Regions from separate parts of the Solanum lycopersicum genome. Here region 1 is linked to region 2. The links are chromatin contacts, called in public HiChIP or PLAC-seq maps. All regions are on one chromosome and are shown on one strand. The core of a region is the stretch at or near the end of the contact, and the rest is flanking DNA. Distances in the headings are between cores, read along the strand shown. Region 1 holds the start of LOC101246565 (MDIS1-interacting receptor like kinase 2-like). Region 2 holds the start of LOC101247958 (phospholipid--sterol O-acyltransferase).

The links. HiChIP or PLAC-seq counts read pairs in DNA pulled down with a chosen protein or histone mark.
Region 1: an RNA polymerase II HiChIP or PLAC-seq map of leaf shows a contact between it and region 2, with 7 times the contacts expected there. The contact joins the promoter of LOC101246565 here to the promoter of LOC101247958 in region 2. A contact is called at or near these places in 1 of 1 promoter capture datasets (leaf) and 1 of 1 datasets of contacts at active chromatin or transcription factors (leaf).

What each region holds. Positions count from the first base shown.
Region 1 is chr9:62,804,660-62,808,341 of SLM_r2.1, reverse strand. LOC101246565 (MDIS1-interacting receptor like kinase 2-like) reads right to left here and starts at 1,785. Exons shown (of 2, transcript XM_004247453.5): 1 at 1-1,785. The coding sequence starts at 1,354.
Region 2 is chr9:62,591,202-62,594,697 of SLM_r2.1, reverse strand. It overlaps LOC101247958 (phospholipid--sterol O-acyltransferase), which reads left to right and starts at 2,124. Exons shown (of 16, transcript XR_011211446.1): 1 at 2,124-2,540; 2 at 3,008-3,143. LOC101266669 (exocyst complex component EXO84B-like) reads right to left here and starts at 2,202. Exons shown (of 7, transcript XM_019215580.3): 1 at 553-2,202. The coding sequence starts at 849.

The sequences.
Region 1 (3,682 bases), core at 536-3,035, 210 kb before region 2:
GAGGTATTATGCCTGAAAGCTGGTTATCAGACAAATCTAACTCTAACAAGTTTTGCAAGTTCCCAATCAGATAGGGAATGGAACCAGTGAACTTGTTATGATAGAGGTAAAGATATTCAAGGTTTGTCAATTGAGTGGTTTCGGGTGGAATTTTCCCCGTAAAGGAATTGTTTTGAAGCTGCAGAGATGTCAACTCAGTCCAATTGGTGATTAAATTCGATGAGATTTCACCAGAAAGACTATTATCAGACAACCCCAATTCAGATAACTTTGTAAGAGAGGAGAATGATAAAGGCAATGACCCTTGCAGGTCATTTTCAGCTAGAGCTAAGTAATTGAGTTTAGTACAAAAGCCAAGCTCAGAAGGAATAGTTGAATTCAAACTGTTCGTTCGAAGATCCAACCTTTGAAGATTTATGAGTCTACCTATAGAAGATGGAATCATTCCTTCGAATGAATTGCTGTTAAGTACAACAACTTCAAGACTAGTGATCAAGCCAATTTCATCAGGAATTAAACCAGAAAACATGTTACCACCTAGCTGAAGTTCTTTCAACTTAGACAAGTTGTTAAAATTTGGTGACAATGAACCTTGAAATGAATTAGATGAAAGATTAAGTGTTTCAAGGTTGATCAAGTTGGTAAATACTGTTTCAGGAATCGAACCATTGAAATGATTTATCGATAAATCAAGATATGTTAGATTATGACAACGGAGTATGAATTCAGGGAATTCTAACCTCAGTTCATTGTAACCAAAGCTTAGATACTTCAACATAGGCATACTTCTCATCTTCAACCAATCAGGAGTTTCTAAGTAATTTGATCCAACATCCAAGTGCATTAGCTTCTGCAGATTGCTAATCTGATACGGAATCACACCGGTGATATTGTTGTTATAAAAACTCAGATACTCAAGTTGATTCAACTTTCCAATCTCTTCAGGTATGATACCTGACAAGATGTTGTTACTTAAGTCCAAGAAAGTGAGCAATGAGGCATTGCCAATACTCGAAGGTATCGATCCACTGAAGTTATTTTGATTAAGATTGAAATTCACGAGACTCGGAAATGAAGTGAAATCAAGGTGATCAAGTGAGCCTGAGAGGGCTGCATCAGAAAGATTGATCACTGAAATTGTTCCACCAACATTACACACAATAGATGTCCAATTGCACAAGTTTTCGAGATTCGAAATGGACCATGAATCTAAGAAAGAAGTAGTAGGTAAATTACTCTTCCATTTGAGAAGAGATTCAGCTTCTGTTCTTGCTGAAGATGTGATACTTAATGGAAGTGAAAAAAGAAGTAGCACATACAAAATGTAAACTAAGCTAGTATGAAATGTTGTCATGTGTAATATTTGGTTTTCTTAGAAGAATTAATACAACATTCTTGTGCTTTTTTATATGAAAGGGCTGTTAATATATAAGTGGAGAAAAAAAGGGTGTATATTAGTAGTGGAAAAACAATCATAAAAGAAGAAAAAAAAAGTCAAAGATGTTGCATTGTATCACCAAAAGATGTACTGGGTTGTGCTGATACTGTTTCACTTTTAACTAGCGGCCTCGAATTTAAATCCTGAATATGGAGAAAATGTGCGATTCAAATTTTATCGGAACTCTAATGAAGACGTCGAACGCCAAGTAGGAAACAAAAATGTGATACAACAAATGGGGTAGTTCTTCGCTTAAGCAAAAGTCTCAGATTTAAACTTGGAATATGAAAACGTCTAACAAGCATTTCCCCCTAAATGAGACTACGCAGCGCGAATCTAAAATTGTTAATTTCCAATAAAATAAAATAAAATGTTGTACTTTTTGTAGTTGGAATACAGAGCTTAAAGTGTCCAATAGGATATGACAATGACACGGTTTATTGTCTTTTTTCTTTTTTTTTTTTTTGGTCAAAACTATATATCAGAAAATAAAAAAATTGAGTGGTGAACAATTAAGTAGGATAAGTATATTAAAAAAAAAAATTGGTTCAAAATCAATATCAAAGAAAAATAAAGTCAAGTCAATGAATTTTCTTTTTTGTTTTCTTCAACATGTGGTAGTGTGAATTGTGAAAACTGATGAAAACGTTTATTTATATTAAATTGTTGAATCCATGACACCAAAAAACAAACCAACAAACAAAAAAATTATTGAAATAATTGTACATTTAGAATCAGAATTTTTATTTATCAAGAGGGTTTAAAAATATGATGAATTAAAGTAGCTGGATGATTGACCTTTTATTGGTCAGTCAACAAGTTATAATTTGAAAAATCTTTTAGTGGAAAAATAAATACAGATTAAAGTACATACATGTGCTGGTTGGGGTCAAAATTGATGGCTATATTCAATACATACATTTAAATGTTCAACAACCTTGGCTTTACTCGAACAAAGCTAAAATATCACTTAGAAAAATATTTAACAACTATTCTAAATATTATTTTGATGAATAAAATCATGTCTAATAATATAAATTTTAATTGATTCATTTACGATATAAAAATCGTTGTTTCTAATAGTAGAACCAAAGAAAACTGTTAGAGGTCGTTTGATACGCTGATGATAAAATTTGAAATTAATTTGTCTTATATTTAGTGCGAGATATTATTTAATCTCAAAACAATTATACTAAAGTCAGAAGCAAATTTAAAATTTAAAGATTTTGGATGTATCAGTATTATCTTAATTCAAAATCTGAGCTCTAAGCTAAACTAAAAAAAATAGTGAAAAGGGTTTTAGTTAAATTCAAACTCTGGTTTCATCAATAGTTTCTCCATCTTGTACCAACGACATAAGAGCACTCATAAATTTCTCTTGGGTGCATGATTATTATATTTTAGTTCTTGTCAGTTTCTCAAGAAAAATATACATATTTAAACATAATTTTTTCTGAAGTTAACGAGTATCTCAGACTAAAATATGATAGAATTATTATTTCATATGAAAGATGAAATAAAATAATACGATATATCTTACCTTTAACTCATCGATCCAGTCTAGGAAAAGTTGCTATAGGCTGATTTATGAGTATATTGACTAACTTTATTCATACTAACTAAATGGTACTAGTCTTTGACTACGTAATTATTATATGACCAAGTGAAATGGCATGATTTTTCTTTAACTAAAATCATGTCTACCTTAATATTTAATACTTAGCTCGTAGAAAAATGTACAATAATAAATATAAAATATTAGATAATGTAAAATAATGTGTCACTTATAGTGATGTTTCCTATTTTTCTTTGACATAATTCAAGTGACACAATGGACTAAAAAAATATATTTAAATACCAAGATCAAGCTTGCTTTTTTAAGATTTTTTTTTTCTTTCACTAGATCTCATAATTAGTGGTGTCATGGAATAGAGATAATATAATAAAATTAAAATGTCAATTGTTATCGATTGATTGTTGAAATCACCTTTGTGGTTAAACCATTAAAGAAATTACTAAGTATAAAATAATTGTTGGTTAGTTTTTGGTGCTTCCAATATCAAAACATTTTTAGCGGTCAGAATTGCGCCGCGTTTTATAAATATATATCGTAATTATAATAACTTATTAAATATAAATTTATAATTTTAAAAATATTTAATATTAAAAATTTAAATTTGAACATATAATATTTAAATCTTGAATCTATCGCATCTATTCTTTGAAATTTGACTAGATTGCATT
Region 2 (3,496 bases), core at 875-3,374:
AAAAATAATTTTTTAAAAGAAAAATATCCTAATGTAATGGCCACACCTTTAGTAAAAGTTTCATAAAATTTGTGCACTATCCATTATATAATTTTTTCGGTGATATACAACAAGAAGTAACTATTCATAGCAAGTTGGTGGCTTTTGGCTATGCAACTTTTTTAATTTTTTTTTCTTGAAGCTGAACTCCGAAAAATATGTTTAGTTATTAAATTTTGAAATTTAACTTTTAAAATTTTCAGAAATTTGGAGAATATAAAAGAACTTTTTTCACCTCACATGACTCGCAAAAAATTGAAAAACGTGTATTCATAGTCAAACACAAATCAAATTTTCATTTTCATTTTGTAAAACAAAAACTAGTTTTTACAATGAAATATGGCTATAAACGGCTATACACTTTTTGTTTTAATTTATTTTGTGTAACTTTGATTTGACACGGAAAGTAAAAAGATATTTGAATGTTGTAATTTTAAATGAAAGACAGAGTAGAAATTTTTGTGATCAAATATCGAGCATCAAATAAAAAAAAAAAATTCAAGGAAATGAGACCTTAGCAGTCATGGACTGAAGCTCTGTATTATCAGCATCAAAATCACTGGAAACAGAGGAAAAATCAGAGACGGAATGAGCATCAGTTGAATCGTCATCGGCGGGAATATCCCTAAACCGAAACCTTGATGTTGAAGAAGCAACAGTAACAGTATTCATGAGAAAATATGTATTGGACGAAATAGTGATACAACGAATTAAACAAGCTTTGTTTGTTGTGTAATATGATGATTGAAATTTTGGTAAATATGGAGTAAAAAGCTTTGATTTTGACGTTAGAAACTGCCGAATAAACATAGATGAACGACGGAGAATGGCAAGAATTGAATTTCTATTGTTTTTGGATTTCACGTTTCCTTTCTGCTATTATTTCCTCTGCCGGCATTTCTTATTATTTGCCTCGATATTATTATACGACTTCTTCTTCCTTATACCATCTCAAAATTAGAAGAAAAAAAATAACTGTTTATATACTAAAATTTACGTGGGTCGGTAAAATTTTATTTTATTTTGCATGCTCGGACACAATCAATTAATATTTTATTTCATTTTTAAAAAAATACAAGTGAAATAGTACAAAAGAGAAAGAAGATCAAATGTGTTAAGAAAATAGGTAGACAAATGAGAGGTGTGTTACAAATGAATAAAGACCTATTTGTTTATAGAAGTGAATTCTTCTACCATCCATGACATCACAATGTGTTTAAATATCAAAGTTTAACTTGTGAAAATATTTCATGGTTTACCTAAATTTCACCTACAGAGTTGTTATCTTGACTTTTATATCAATGAAGAATATCACCCTAGCTATCAAAACTTGACATCAATTCGTCTTGAATATTGTCAAATTTAATATTAACAACAAAGGATTTGCACTTGTTCAAAAGTATTAACTTTTTAATTTATTTTCTCCGCTTACTTTATTTTACATATCTATGAAAAAATAATACTTAATATGGTTATTTTACTAGGGTATCTCTATTATTGATGTTTGATAGTTGAACTTGGAAAATGATTCGAAAACACGTAATTAATATTAAGGATATAACATGAAAATATGGTAATTTTTTTTATGGATTAAAAATGACAAGTAAAAGCAGAAACTTATTTTTGAATTAGTAAAAAAATAAAAATTATCTGAGAGGATATTAAATTACTATCAAATTTTACTCTCAATGGAAATCAAATCTAATTGTAATTTCAAAATATATAATTAAAAATTGAGAGATAAATTTCATTTACTTCCTCAAGAAATTCGAACATGCATACAAAATTTCAATTACTGTTAATTTTTATTATAAGCCTGAATATGATCAAATTTTCATTAATAAATCGAACTCTCCATTTAGTCCTTCCAAAATAATTAATAATTAGATTATCATAATAATGAAACTACTATATAAATTACCATAGTATTTATATTAAATTCAGAGACTGAACTACATATTAGATCGTGGATGGTGGACCACCCATTGAGTCAAACATAAAGTGTATACTTATATGTGAGTATTAATAATCATCATGTTTTAAAGGTGTCAAATATTTAAATAGTGAACGAACGCCAAAGATCTGGCTAAAAACAAAATAGTTTAATTCGAATAATAAACGGACAAAATATTATTTTGTTATGTTTTCGTCTGCGACCAAAAAGAAAAAAAATAAAAGTTTATCATTGAAAACTTTCCAATTCCCAGCGGCAAAAAGTCAGTCAGTTGTCCCCAAAAGTTTACAATTTCCATGTGAAAAAACTGATAACAAATTGTTTCTAGCCAATGAGAGGAGGACACGTGGGATTCGTCGTCATTTTCATTCTCCTAGCTACCGCCGGTAACCTTGGCGGTGAGTTCGCCGGCGATTACTCGAAGCTGTCCGGAATTATTATCCCAGGATTCGCGTCTACACAACTGAGAGCATGGTCAATATTAGACTGCCCTTATTCTCCTCTCGATTTCAATCCTCTCGATTTAGTCTGGCTCGACACTACTAAAGTAAATCTTCAACATTGGCTCTCTAGATATTGATATTGTTTCAATGTTTATTTTATGCAAAGCTGGAGATTTCATGCATGAAGTGAAAATATAGATTTAATTAAGAGTAGAACAAGACAAATACTAATTAATTGGGAATAAGTGTAATTTGTAGATATCTGGTAAAAGACAAATTTGTTTTTGTATTGGAATGGAATGGACTTGAATATCCGGAAAGGTTAAATACGATTCATATAGTCGATCCCAACTAACTATTTGTTTGATTTTTGTGGTATATAATATGGAAAGATATGATTTTGTGATTCTATTTGGGGGAAATACTCTTTCTAGCAAGTTACTAGATACTATTCATGAGGTTGTTGCTTTTTCTGCAGTTATAAAAAAACAACTGTCTAGAGTCATGGATCTTGCTTTTGTGATACAAAAGTAGTAACTTCTTGTAAGTTAATAATTTATATTTCTTACAGCTTCTTTCTGCTGTAAATTGCTGGTTGAAGTGTATGATGTTGGATCCTTACAATCAAACAGATCACAACGAGTGCAAGTCTCGACCTGATAGTGGCCTTTCTGCAATAACGGAGCTTGATCCTGGTTATATAACAGGTGTTCTTGATTTATTCTCCTTGTTTTATCATTTGCACTTCTATTAAACTGGAATAAGGAATTCAAAATGTTAGGCCTCCATTACACAGAAGTAAAACTGAACTGATTTTTCTCTGGTAACATCTTAAGTCATCACATGACAGAGCCGGCTGAGTACTTTTCCTGCTTCAGTAGGCACCAAGTGCTAAAGCATGTGTTAGCAAAAATTATCGAACTAGCTTTCTTTTTATAATACCTGGAGAACTTACAAGACCACTGGGTTTACTATCTTGAGCTGCACCAAACAATAAGATACTCACAGAAGCAACCTTAGGAAACATAATATGAGAAATAGAGATAGAAAATGTAGAACA